2 separate regions of the Hordeum vulgare genome follow, and region 2 is linked to region 1. A link is a contact called in public Hi-C data. All regions are on one chromosome and are shown on one strand. Each heading gives the region's core, a stretch centred on a gene start, on an enhancer-like site or on the middle of the called end of the contact. The rest is flanking DNA. Distances are from core to core; before and after follow the strand shown. Region 1 holds the start of LOC123424817 (tubby-like F-box protein 11). Region 2 holds the start of LOC123424819 (superoxide dismutase [Cu-Zn] 4A).

Region 1 (6,706 bases), core at 4,030-6,529:
CCTACCTCTCATATATGCTAGCTGAGGTGTGCTTCTGATCAGATACAACATAAAAACTTACAATACCAGTAGTAGTAATCTGAAGTTATGAACTCAGCCTGTTTATTTGATCTTTGCAGCTGCTTGATTTGAGTGGCATCCTCACCGTGTTCTTCTGTGGTATTGTGATGTCGCATTATACTTGGCATAATGTGACAGAGAGCTCAAGAGTTACAACAAAGTAATTATTAGTTCGTAGTCTGTGTTATTTCAACAAGTAATCTTCAGTTCAGTCAAGAACTGCTGGCTAATTTTTGTCGTGTTCTTCGATTTAGGCATGCTTTTGCAACCTTGTCCTTCATTGCTGAGACCTTTCTCTTCCTTTATGTTGGGATGGATGCACTGGATATCGAGAAGTGGAAATTTGCTAGTGACAGGTCAGAGACATGTGCTTGTCACCTCTAAACTGCATTACCTAATTTTGATTCGTGGCCTTCTTTTTTCCCCAAAACATGCAGTCTTAACTCTCAAGTCTTTTTTCTTGCAGCCCTGGCAAATCCATCGGAATAAGCTCAATTTTGCTAGGATTAGTTCTGGTTGGAAGAGCTGCTTTTGTCTTCCCGCTTTCATTCTTATCCAACCTGACAAAGAAGACGGAGCTCGAAAAAATAAGCTGGAGGCAGCAAGTGAGTAATTTGTTGCATTAGACTATTTGGCAGTTGGATTGAGTTAACATCTGCTAACTGAATTTCTTTTGGTAGATCGTAATATGGTGGGCTGGGCTGATGAGAGGAGCTGTGTCGATCGCTCTTGCTTACAATAAGGTTGGTTCTAAACCACTTCTGCACACCATTTCTAGTTCCATCATCTATTAGTTGCGGGAGCCCCTTTTGCAATTAGAGGCCATGGATAGTATCTGGAAATCTATGTGATGCCAGTTTCCGGAATATCTGTGGTCGATGCCACTAGTCTGTGGAATCCTTTTGCACCTTGCTTTACTCAGATTCGCATCAGTTAACTCTACAAATATCTAGTTTACTTTCTGCAAGCTTAACTCTTTGCCTTGGAATTGCAGTTTACAAGATCTGGCCACACACAGCTACACGGCAACGCGATAATGATCACCAGCACCATCACTGTCGTTCTGTTTAGCACTATGGTGAGCCATCTAATCTTGTTGCAATCACTACCCAATGCAGTGTATCAGCTTATCATCTGAGGAGGTATGATATTCTGAACGTTTCAACTGTTCTGAAACCATCTCACGTGTACCGTGTTTACCAGCTGTTTGGCATATTGACAAAGCCTCTGATCCGGTTCCTGCTGCCCGCGTCGAGCAATGGCGACCCCTCGGAGCCCTCGTCACCGAAGTCCCTGCACTCTCCTCTCCTCACAAGCATGCTAGGCTCGGACATGGAGGCGCCTCTCCCCATCGTCAGGCCCTCCAGCCTCCGGATGCTCATCACCAAGCCGACCCACACCATCCACTACTACTGGCGCAAGTTCGACGACGCGCTGATGCGTCCTATGTTCGGCGGGCGCGGGTTCGTGCCCTACTCCCCTGGATCACCCACCGATCCAAACGTAATCGTGGCATGAACGTTGTGGAGAGAAGAGAAAAGCCATTACAGCTTCAGGAGACACTCTGAACTGTTGTAACTGGAAGAGAAGGAGGTGCTACAGCTTCGGAAGAAGGCGAAGTCTCCATTACTATTATAGTGTTTGGCTGACTCGGAGGGCCGAAGAAGGCGCCCCTCTGACGATGGTTCAGATGAACGGTTGGTTGCGGCACCAACAGGAAGATGAACCCTAGTAACGGTGATGCGAGTACCATCGCCTTATCGGTTACGACAAGCCTGTACATTTTTGTATGTAGATTAACAAGCCAATTGTACCCTATGAGATGAGATCTCCTCTGGCAGGCAGGCAGGCCATTTCCTTGCTCCTTGGCTAGGAGTCTCTGGCCTCCTGCATATCTACCAGTGCTTATTAATCTCCTCCCCCACTTTCTAGTGGATTGGTGTAATGGTGTGTACTTTACCAAGTTGTGTGAGATGAGTGATGATCTTGTGGCCTGGTTGCTACAAAGAACTCATCTCAAAGTTATCTATCTATTTTCTATATTGAATTGAACTGAACTTGTGTCTTGAACCTCAACGGCGGTGGTTATGTTGCCGATTTTTTTGCCAGTTCCAAGTTGCAATCCCCTGTTTTTTGTCTGCCAAGATACAAATCTACTTTTGCGAGAGGCTCGACATCTCTCTAGGTTAGCTTGCTGTAGTGCTGTTGCAGCATAATTAGGTCCATTTAACACTACTTTTGTGCTAGCAACATACTAGGAGCAGCCAACTTGAGTTATAGTAACCCATATGTTAGGCTAGGCATGGTTGCAGGATTTATTGTCCGCTTTCCCTCTTGAGCTTAGTGGTTTGGTCCGTTGCCCAGAATCGCATGTTTCGGATTCAGTTCCCATACCATGAAAACACAAGAGTATGGCTGGTTAGGTCGGTCAGTGCTGTGAGCATTCAGAAGAGAAAGCATTATAAATGTGCAAGTGGTTACCGGTTGCATGTCCATGCTTTCTCAGACAATGGGATGGTGACACTTCCCTCACCGGGAGGCTAATCATTCCTCATCACGAATTCAAGGACGGGTGGCCGGTTGCTGCTAGTGCAAGTAGTCTCTCAAAGTAGGAAAAAGGAGATATCACCTTCTGGTGACAGCTCCAAGATGTCCACCTTATTTTTTTGACGAAAAAACAAGGAGTACATCGTACCGAAGGTAATGTCAGTTAATCGACCATAGTTTTTCTTTGTCGAACGATAATGAGACGATTCCTTGTGCTCCGATTCTTTATTTTTGTTTTTGTATTATGAGCTAGTAAGTATGGACAACAAAGGTTCTTCACATGCTCCGTGGTGGCTTTACATTTTGCATCCCGATGTTTCTACGTGCCTACGAAGAAGAAAACGGTAAAACAAGACTAATATTAATGGTTTCGTGTCATGGACCCCGATAGGTCACAAGTATATGTTGTTGAATACACTCTGATCGAGACACTTCTCTTGCAACGTAGGTCGCTATACCCTGATACACTTTGGCGAGGGCATTTTTCTTGCAACATAGATGGCCAAACCCCAATATACTCTTGACCGGGACACTTCTCTTGCAACATAGGTTGCCAAAACCTTGGTTCGTCCGTTGCATAATTGGGATGGAGATCCATAGAGCTCAAAAGAATGAACTAGGAGAATCATGGGCTAAACACACACTTGGCCCACTTTTGCTATCGTAAAACAAGGCGGATATTGAGTCCTGAGGGTTTTATTACCATGTGCGATATCACCTCCAATGCGGAGGCAATGAGATGAAGAACACACAACCCTAAAACAAAAGAAACTTAGTCCATACTACGAAGATCGAATCCATGTTTTACCGAACTGAAGGTAACGTAATAGATATGAACAACAAAGGTTTGCAGTAAAAAGTAAAAACAAATAGTTTGGATCAGGGTCATTCGAAATGGTCCATCATAGCATCACCTTTTGCATCTCGGTGTTTCTCGGTGCCTTCGAAGAAAAAAAGAGGTAAGACTAGACTAGCATGAACGATATCATGTCGTGGATATCCGATAGGTGAGAAGTATACATTGTTGGGTACCCTTTGACCAGGACACTTCTTTGCAACATAGATTGCAAACCCAAATACACTATGCCTAAGACACTTATCTTGCAACATAGGCCACTAAAACCTCAGTTCACCCATTGCATAATTGGGATGGAGATTTAGAGCTCGAAAGAAGGGAATAGGAGAACACCGGACTAAAGCAAACCTGTCACCACTTTTGCCGTCCTAAACACATGTTGGGGATCGAGCTATGAGGGTCTTATTACCCCGTGTGACATCACCTCCAACGCCGAGGCAATGAAACCAAGAATGCACAAGTCTGAAACAAAAGAAACTTAACCCACAATACAAAGATTGAATCCATGGTTCCGCCCACCTCTTGTCTGAAGAAGTTGTCGGAGACGATAAGGACTCGAAACGGGATCAAATCCTAGATGCTGGATGGTCCGGAGGGTGGATGTACCTCAACCCATCAGGGATCAAAACCCAGGTTTTGACACTTGGGTGTCTCATAAATTGAAATGTTCTTTTGACACGTTTCCCTTAATAGCGAGGCGTTTGTGATGATTTTGTGAAGGGAAAATCTAATTAGCACCGCCGCATCCTGTCCTTTCCGTGCATACAGGCCGAGCATTAAAAAAAGGCACCCGTCGTTTTCAACCTGCTCCACAACAACGTGGACTCTATGCATGCATGCATGCTGGCTGAAAAAATGATTTATCTCACGGATTAATAATTTGATTGAAGATTTGTCTTTACCGTTAGGTTCGTCTCGACGAGGCCTTCAAAATAAGATCCCATGTTGACATGTTTCGTTGATTTTTTTTCATCATTCCTAGTTGCCACATTTATGTCATCATAGTTGTCATCTTACGGGTGTGCAGTTGTCACAAAAATTATACATAGTTACCGGGACAATAATTTTATACCTTTTAAGTATTACAGTGTTATGTGGAGCTAGAAAATGGTTATTAAAGCACTAGCAATAAGCAAGTAAATGCATGAACCAGCACAAGCACAATGAATCAAGTTTTTTAGTGGGGTATATCGACATTCATAAACCTGATAACCAAGTTAATTTAATGTGAGAACTATGTGACAAATATTGTGACAAGTAAATAATAGTATTCTGACAACTATCGACGGAAAAAATATATTATCGAAATATGTCAACATGGAATCTAGTTTCGAAGATCTCAATGCGAGAAAGCTAACGGTGAAAGCGGATCGTCAATTGGATTTATAGTTTAAGAGATAAAACTTTTCTAAACTTTAACATCAGAGGAATCTTTGCTGATGTCATCCAAGTGTATTAGTTTGCATGCACGAAGAAAACCGCAGCATCGGAAGACCTATGTGCTGCGCCCCTATGTAGTGTCTCCCTTTTGTGAATCTTAAAATTGCCGGTTCAGTCTTTCGAAGATGCTCGTAGGACTAGGGTTAGTGCTTGTTTCCCTCCTCTCAAAATATTTTTCCAGCAAAAGAAAATAATCTTATATGTTTAGAAATAGTAAAAAGGGACATGGTCTTATCTTTCTTTTTTACTCGAAATGGTCTTATGTTATCTTACTAACATTAGTAGTAGTATTTGACCAGGTAAGCCGTCAAGAAGAAAATGCCATAAACAACTTTCTGCTACTCCCAGAATCTCCCAGTTTGTCCTGACAGAGATGCTGGAGTATATTAGTACTCCTCCTACCACTGTAGAACGCAATTTCCCTGCCAAGTGGAGGCGCACAGCACAAATCTGTAGAGCATTCTTGTTCCTTCCACATCCTTGTCCCCGTCTCCGCGCATATCACCAACAGGGCCGCCGCCGAAAGGCAGCACCATTTCCCACATCCGTCCATACCGATGCCCCCGTCGCCGCTACAGGGAATCGCGATCCGTTGACATCCAAGCTTCACCCTTTTTTGCGTGCCGCTCTGAGAAATCCGTCCTAGGTTGGCGGGATCGCTCGGGGCCGCGGTTTCTTGGCGGGGTTGGGTGGGAATTTGGGCTGGATTTGGCTGCCGGGGGCGGGCGGGGAAGGCGATGTCTTTCAGGAGCATGATCCGGGAGATGAAGGGCGAGGTGGACGCCATCGCCCGGCGCCGGTCGCTGCCGTCGGCGCGCGTCCGGCGGGTGGCGGCGGTCACCGCGGTGGCGCCGTCGGAGGAGGCCGCGCGGCAGGGCTGCTGCTGGGCGGAGCTGCCGCCGGAGCTCCTGCTGGAGGTGCTGGCGCGGGTCGAGGCGTCGGAGCCACGGTGGCCGCGCCGCCGCGACGTCGTGGCGTGCGCCGGCGTCTGCCGGACCTGGAGGGGCGTCGTCAGGGAGATCGTCCGTGTACTCGAGGTGTCCGGGAGGCTCACCTTCCCCATCTCTCTCAAGCAGGTAGCCGCTCCCGGCAACTCTGAATCTCTATCTCTCTCTCTCTCTCTCTCTCTCTCTCTCTCCCCCCCTCATCACCATCCATGCTGTTCATTCAGCCGCTCCTCCATGGCAGCCCAGTGTTCATATTACAGTTCTTATATTAGTTGCCAAAAATTCCTCTTATGATGATATTATCTTTATTCTACGAGTAATTCGAGACTAATTAGTTGATCGAACGTTTAGCGGCAAACTTCAATTATGGCGATTGTGTTCACTTTTTCTTTCTTAGAATTGTGTGAGTTCCTTTTGATGTCCACCATTCCACGCAACGTAGCGAGCCTTCTTTTTTTCCTGATTGGAAGATGTCAAAGAAAGGTCCGTGTGAAAGGAGTTCTAATGTTGGGTAGCATCTACTCTGTCATGTTTGTTTTGTTTTCTATTTTTTATTTAATCCTCGAAAGTACAGTATTGAGACCGAGAAATACGTCTGTATTGAGAAGAAACTTGAAAAGTCAGATTAGTAAATACTAAATAATGACTGGTTGTTTGGTTGATTGGTCAACCAGGAGTTGGTTTAGTATGAAATTTCCAATGTCAACTGTTATTTAGTTCGAACAGTCATTGTCAAATGGGTTTAATACGAAAGCTATGTTGTCAGATGTAGTTGACCATCCTTTGTAGAACAGTGATGTCTAATTCGAGTTTTATAAATCATGCACCTTTTGTTGGTAGATTTGTTTGCTTTGAA
Region 2 (7,020 bases), core at 2,247-4,746, 190 kb before region 1:
ATACCGTAGCGTTGGCGAAGTGATGGCTTACATTGCAGTATAATCGTCTGGCTGCTCTCACAGTAAGAACGAGTGCCACTTTATTCACTCAAGGCTTCGCTGTCATTCTAGCAGCACAGCAAAGCATCACCGGAACACGTGGAGCGTATGCAGATGCAGATGAATCTAGATAGCTCTACAAGATAAATAATGAAACCTGAAATCTCTCTCGTTCGCTGAATATGCCCAGAGCTGGTAACGGCATTAAGAACAACAGCACATCCACAAGCACTTGACAGAACTGAACTGTTCCAGTCACGCAACTCAAAAAGCCAAATGACAGTGATATGAAAGTTCACATAGGAATCGACACAAATGATGCACACTAAAAAGCGATCATAGATGGTGTGCTTATTTAAAATAGATAGCAATTGCAAGTCGGTGTCCTTCAAGTGCCAAGATCTGTACGGCCTTCATCAGCCTGCGAAGACGGCATCTTAGCCCTGGAGCCCGATGATCCCTGGAAACAAGGAAAAGAAGGCCATCAGAACAGAAGAGAGAATATGAATCCACTAAATGCTAAAGTCTCTGAAACGTCCTATATTAGTTTAGGCAGGGGGTACTGTACTACAAGAAAATACAAACGACAATTGGGCAAGAGAGGGGCGGATCAGATAGGCAACTAGACCAGATTAGAGCAACCAAAATATATTAGCAAAGAAAATTGTAACTTACCGCAAGCAACGCGCGCCCCAGCGTTTCCAGTGCTCTTGCTAAGCTCATGTCCACCTGAAATACAGCACAGACAGTAATGGTTACATGTGAACTTTACGCCCCTATCCAAATCGATGTTAAAATAGGCTATGTTCTAGATAGAATAAGCAGATTCTGGAATTTGAAGTGCAGAAATTTCAGTTTATATGTACAGATAGATAAGGCAGCACCGGAATATTGGCTAGCACAGTATGATCTTAAAACAACATGCACAAATGAATGCTGTAAACAATATAGTGAATAGAGGACAATTCGCAAATAGAAAAAACCTTTGTGCAACTTGTAAACAAGAGTTTCTTCTGTGAAGTAACACACTATGTTTTTGAGTTATAAGACATGAAGCAAAACAATACTGTCATATTACTGCAGCATCGCATCATAGATTGGACCAGTTTCACAATGGTTAGACAATACAATTGGGATGTGTCCAATCAAACTAATCTGGACATTCAGGTGGAAGTCCTCATCTTATAAGCATACGCCAAAGCAACACAAGCATCGATTACGCCAAAGCAACACAAGCATCGATTACGCCAAGCAAATGCTCAGGTAATACCAAGTGCATCATAAATCATAACATCTACTGTACCCTGCATGCCAAATGCCTAAAACACTTGTGTCGTGCATTCTTTTCTACAGACATGTGATAAGAGTATAAATTTATGTTCTCCCTGTACCTAAATAATTGTAGTTGGGGAGAACTATCATATAAGACACTAAAGCCAAAAATAAATACTCCCTCCGTGCCAAAATAAGTGTCTCAAGCTTAGTACAATTTTGTACTAAAGTCAGTACAAAGTTAAGGCAGTTATTTTGGGACGGAGGGAGTATTTGTTTTATTACCAGGACATGACATAAGGACAGTTAGTCACGAAGTACTCCTTTGATTTTAACCTCTAGCTACGAAAGCAACAGGTTTATCCAAAAGTAGACTTAAGTTCCCAGGTTCTTCAAACTTATTCATACAACATGAATTCACTATTATGATCCATTATAAACATATAAAGTATACAAGCACATAACTATTCTAGGAATCCTGCAAAAACAACTTCATTCAAGTTTGACAAACAATCATGCACAGGGAGGCACAAAAATGTATGATTCAAGTGTTTCCAAAGTATTACCCTTGCCAAGATCATCAGCATCACCATGGACGACAACAGCACGGCCAATGATTGAATGTGGTCCAGCAAGGGGGATCTGCCATTCAAAATTGTTATCAATGTCAAACGAAATGTGCTAAAACACAACAAAACGGCAAGATGACAATGTTATATGTCTGTAGAGAGAAAAGAAATATTGCTTACATGGCAGTCAGTAACATTGATGTTAGCAACACCTGGGAGCCAAGAAGTAAACTGTCAGTGAGGCTATGCATTACACACGATGCTACCTAAGTTTGAAACAAAGCAAAAAAATGTATCTCCAACAAGAAGGAATCTAGGTGAGGCAAGAAGGGTATAAACGAAGTACCATCCGCTCCAGCTGTCACATTTCCGAGGTCACCAGCATGGCGGATTTCATCTTCGGGTGCCCCATGCACATGACCAGCGGGGTTGAAGTGCGGTCCTACAAAGGAAATCGACCACACCAATAAGCACACACAGTCCATTTCATCTGTGCTGGAAGGGGAACAGAAATGTAGGTACCAGTTGACATGCAGCCGTTGGTGGTGTCACCAAGAGCGTGCACATGGAAGCCGTGAAGCCCTTCCTTGAGTCCGGTGACACTTCCCGTCACGGTGGTTGGGCCTAAACAAGAACCAACCAATTTACATCCAACGAACATGAAAGGATAGAGTACAGAGGCTCTCAGAGCATGTTTGCATGATTACCATCTCCCTCCTGGGTGAAGAAGATGGTGCCCTTGACACCCTCGCTGCCGGTAAGCACAGCTACAGCCTTCACCATTGTGTATGTGATCTGCAATCAAAGCCCAGAAGCGAATAATCATTCAAGCGAGGCATCAGGACATCACAAATCACCCAGCAGTGCTTTAGCACAAACACGTCATAAACCTTGGTAATTAGCACAGGGCAGTTCTAGATTTTAGCTAGATAATAACAAACTAGTACATACAGGCCTTGCTTCGCCCACACACCATATGCTACGCCGCAAGCAGCAAATCACCAATAGTTACTGCAACCTAGCTATGTATAGTAATAAGTTCAGAAACAGAAACCCACTAAATATGACAGTAAGACGCGACAAAATTAACATGACACAGCACGGGGACGGATAAACAAGCAGTGCTAAACTGAGCCGTACGGACCAATCTACCGCCTCAGCCCATTCTAATCTAAACCCCGAATCCAGAGCACGTCCCACAACAACCAAATCGCCGCATCCCTCCGACACCGACACCAACGACGGGGACGCTCAGTAGTGATCCGTCACCGACCAACCGACGACCACGCACGAGCATAAACTGCACAAGCAGGAACACGGATCGGGACCGCGCGAGACCGGGGCCGAATCTATGCCCCGAAGAGCACGAATCGGAAGCAGATCCGGCCCAAAAACCGCTCCGGCGAGGTCGGGGACGCGGATCGAACGGAAGGAGTTTCGCAGACCTAGATTTCGGGGGCGGGTTACCTACCTCAGGTGACCCCCCGGTGCGATGCGCGGCGGAAGAGCGGAGTGGTTGGGGAGGAGGAGGAAGGCGAGTCCGACTTGGGTTTATGACTGACTTGGGGAGGGGAGGGGATGGATGATGCTGGGGAGAAGACTCGCGAACCGAGGGCCGGCTAGCTTAAATAGACCGGAGCCGGTGGCAGAGCGGTGGGCTGACGCGCTGGCTGCTTCACCTACCCCCTCCCTCTTGTTTCCTTTTCTTTTCTCTTTCTTCTTTTTTACTTCTCTGATGAAGAAAAAACGACTGGATTTTGTGACACCCGATTTCCTCTATAAATTCTCCGATCAAGGGAAATAACCTCGAATATTTGCTACGATGGGAGCACACGCTCTTCTCAACTGCAGCAGTGGTAAAACGAAAGTTGGAGAATATTTTTGAAAACGGTGCGCGTGTAGCCCACGCATCTTTGGATAACTGTGCATCGCATACGACTTCTCACTGATATGGGCTCTTCGATGCCCCGCTCCATCTTCTGAACTTTTGAAACCGGCGCGCGTGCAATCCACGCGCAACGCAAGTGCCTTGTTCTAAGAGCATCTCTAACAGCTAGTTTAAACAGATGTATATATTCATTTTAAATCATACTGTATGATGCTAACAATGCTCTTAGGCACTTCATTTAAATGGATGTGCAAATTTGCATGTCGTCCATAGTCCTCGACGACGTCCACCCTCGATGATGTGAACGGGTCATCCACAACCCAACAGAAGGTTAGTTTCTCCTTCGCGTCGAGAGGAGGAAGAGACGCATCGCGAGGATGCCGTCATGCCGCACGACCGAGGTACGCCCTTTTTTGCTCGCTGCTGCCGCCGTGCTCGGGGGACGGGCCGTCGCCGACGCGATGCTCAGGGGAGGGGCGGGCGGACACCGTCGTCGTTGCGCTCACTTAGGGCAGGGGAGGGCGGATGCGCCGCCGCGGCGCCGGGTGCCGCGAGGCGCCGCCCTGCTGGTCGATGGCGTCGACGCCGCCCCGGGGCGATGCACCGATCGTCGCCTCGTGCTGCTGTGATGGAGGATGGCTACCTTTTATGCGTGAATATCAATGAATGTGTGAATGTGCAGTGAATGTCTTAAGTTTTTTACACATGGATCTCAATGAATCTCACTGGAAGAGTTACCCACTTGCGCCTGAAAGAGTTACCCACCCCGCCTGAGAGATGTTGCCCACGTGCGCCAGAAAGAGTTACCCATCCTGTCAAAGCAAAATCCAGTAAAGGACCGAATTGGTCTACTAAAGATGATGAACTAATGGTCCAGTTGGAGGATGGTCCACTTAGAGGATATAGAATGGTAGTTATAAAATAATATTAATATATAGGAGAGATAATATAGATGTTCTCTATATAGACTTTCTGATGTAAAACTGAACGTGTATATCAGAGAATCTTTATAAACCATTGTCTATATGGATATATAAAGATCTAAATTTAGACGTGTTGTTGGAGATGTTCTAATCTCTATTATTAAAGGAGATGTGTTGTCGTCGTGATGATTAGATCTCCTTCTATCTCCCCTCCGAACGCTAGCTATCCTCTCACCCACGTCCTTTCATCAAATTTTTTCAACCCTGTTGTCGTTGTTTTCTCACGACGGATGCCAAGGGGTGGCTAATCGTACGTTATTGGGATCAAAAGGACGACGTCGGGTTCCGGAAACGAGATTGGGAACGAGCGGTGCGAGACACACGAAGTACCCATATTCGGGGCCCTCCGTGGGAGGCAACACCCCTAGTCCTGCTTGAGTCAGTTGATGATCCGGCTGGAGACACCATATGCTCCTTGAGATGTATGTTGGAGGAGGAAGAAGGAGATGAGAGCTCTCTTTTCCCCTCATATGTGTGTGTGAGTGTGTGATCGACCGACCCATGCATGGGGGGTGCTACAGGGTTTTATAGGCCAGCTCGTGGCTTACAATAGGAATATAAGGTACCGGGCGGGATCCGACTGACATCCTATGGAGCCGACCAAGGGTCTCACCGGCTGGGGAAGTCTTGTCGTAAGTGGGGGCCGCCGACTGCTGGGTCCTGCCTGGCGTTGGGGCCCACCGACCGGGCGCCACCATTGGTGCGTGCTTGCTACGTAGTGACGTGCACCGTGTTATGCGCGTCGCCTTGCGTAGTCGCTTCGGTCATCGTACGACCGGTTGCACCGTTGCCCACGTCGGGGCAGGTAATGGAGTGGGCGGGGGTGTGCTCGTCACTGTGCCATGTCGGCTGGTCGCAGTCGGCGATGATCGGTGGAACGTCCCCTCCATTGTAGACTCGCTCGGTCTGGCCAGCGATACCTGCAGCACTGTAGCCGTACCTTTGGTGATGATGCCCCTGACATGGTTTGTTGTTGCATCGCACGCCAGCTGTCCCCAAACCTTATCCACATAATAGTCATATCATTAGGGCATTTTATGTCAAATCATGTCGGGATTGCTCCCAGGCTATAAAATAGTCGCCCCCCCCTAACCACTATCTCGTTGGCTACTCCGTGAGAGAAACTAACACTTGTCATTTGAGAGCAACCCATTCCTCGAAGACTTTGAGAGAAAATCAAAAGTGAGGAAAACCCCCAAACACCCAAACCAAAACCCAAAATCCAAAGTGATTGAACATAAGTGAATAGATTGTTCATGTGTTGAACCGATGCTTGTTACATTTGAATATTGTGCATCTTCTAGACGACTAGACGTCACTGGTCTAGAGCATCCAGCAGTAAATTGTGGATTGTCGGGTCACCAAGTTTGTGAGGGTTTGGAAGTCTACCGTGAAACTTACCACGAGTGTTGGATGAGGACTGTGTGTCCTTAGCTCAAGGAGAATACGTAAGGACTTGGTGTCCTGGGATTGTGTGTCCTTTGGTTTAAATGCCAAGCCGCTCCAAACCAGACATACGAGTGTCATAGCAGTTGGAACTAGGTCATCAAATCATTGTCTTCACCGAATACCTCGTTATATTTCCTCAACCCTTCTATTTCCTCATTTATGTGTTGATGAAATTGATTGTTATTGTTTGAAGAATTTGACTAAAGAATTTCACAATTTCCTCATCTCAAATTCTTCACTTCACTTATTCTTCACCTACGTGTCCTGATCACGCTACTCGCACTAAGTGCATGTTTCATTTCATCATGATGACTATGCTTTTGGTGTGTTTTGCTTACGCATGAGTACTTCATCTGTTGCACGCTGTTCATGACTAAGCAATTTCCTCACAAGGAAATTCCTCGATGACGAATTCATAAAAATCACCCATTCACCCCCACTAGTCGATATAACGCATTTTCAATAAGCAGTACTACCGCTTGCACTACCATTCTACTGTCGCCCAATCCAACACAAAAAGTCGAAACCCTAGAAGCAGTGGTACAATGTGCGACACTGGTGAGTGGTACTACTGCTTGCCAAGAGTTGTACTACCTCTAATAGGCGTAGGCGGTACTACCGCTTGCTAGCGCGGTACTACCGCTTGGGACTTCCACGACACATGCACAGAAAACAGATGGAAACGATAAAACCAGGACGGTCATAACCTTTGCATACGATTTCCGAATTGAGCAAACTCAAACTTGTTGGATAGAGGATGACAATAGCTATCCAACATTGAAGAAGAGTCACTTGAAAAATGTCAACGGTAAAGAGATGT

What was found. Hi-C and Micro-C count contacts between places; a contact is called where the count stands out from the background.
Region 2: a Hi-C map of seedling shows a contact between it and region 1, with 1.6 times the contacts expected there. The contact joins the promoter of LOC123424819 here to the promoter of LOC123424817 in region 1. A contact is called at or near these places in 2 of 6 Hi-C or Micro-C datasets (leaf and seedling) and 1 of 1 datasets of contacts at active chromatin or transcription factors (embryo).

The regions. Positions count from the first base shown.
Region 1 is chr2H:50,265,305-50,272,010 of MorexV3_pseudomolecules_assembly, reverse strand. LOC123424817 (tubby-like F-box protein 11) reads left to right here and starts at 5,279. Exons shown (of 6, transcript XM_045108513.1): 1 at 5,279-5,979. The coding sequence starts at 5,641. It overlaps LOC123424815 (sodium/hydrogen exchanger 2-like), which reads left to right. Exons shown (of 14, transcript XM_045108511.1): 8 at 1-26; 9 at 120-220; 10 at 315-416; 11 at 527-665; 12 at 741-803; 13 at 1,055-1,138; 14 at 1,264-2,112. The coding sequence ends at 1,578.
Region 2 is chr2H:50,448,836-50,455,855 of MorexV3_pseudomolecules_assembly, reverse strand. It overlaps LOC123424819 (superoxide dismutase [Cu-Zn] 4A), which reads right to left and starts at 3,496. Exons shown (of 8, transcript XM_045108516.1): 1 at 3,352-3,496; 2 at 2,588-2,675; 3 at 2,403-2,504; 4 at 2,227-2,322; 5 at 2,061-2,092; 6 at 1,878-1,953; 7 at 715-768; 8 at 188-499. The coding sequence starts at 2,663. The coding sequence ends at 477.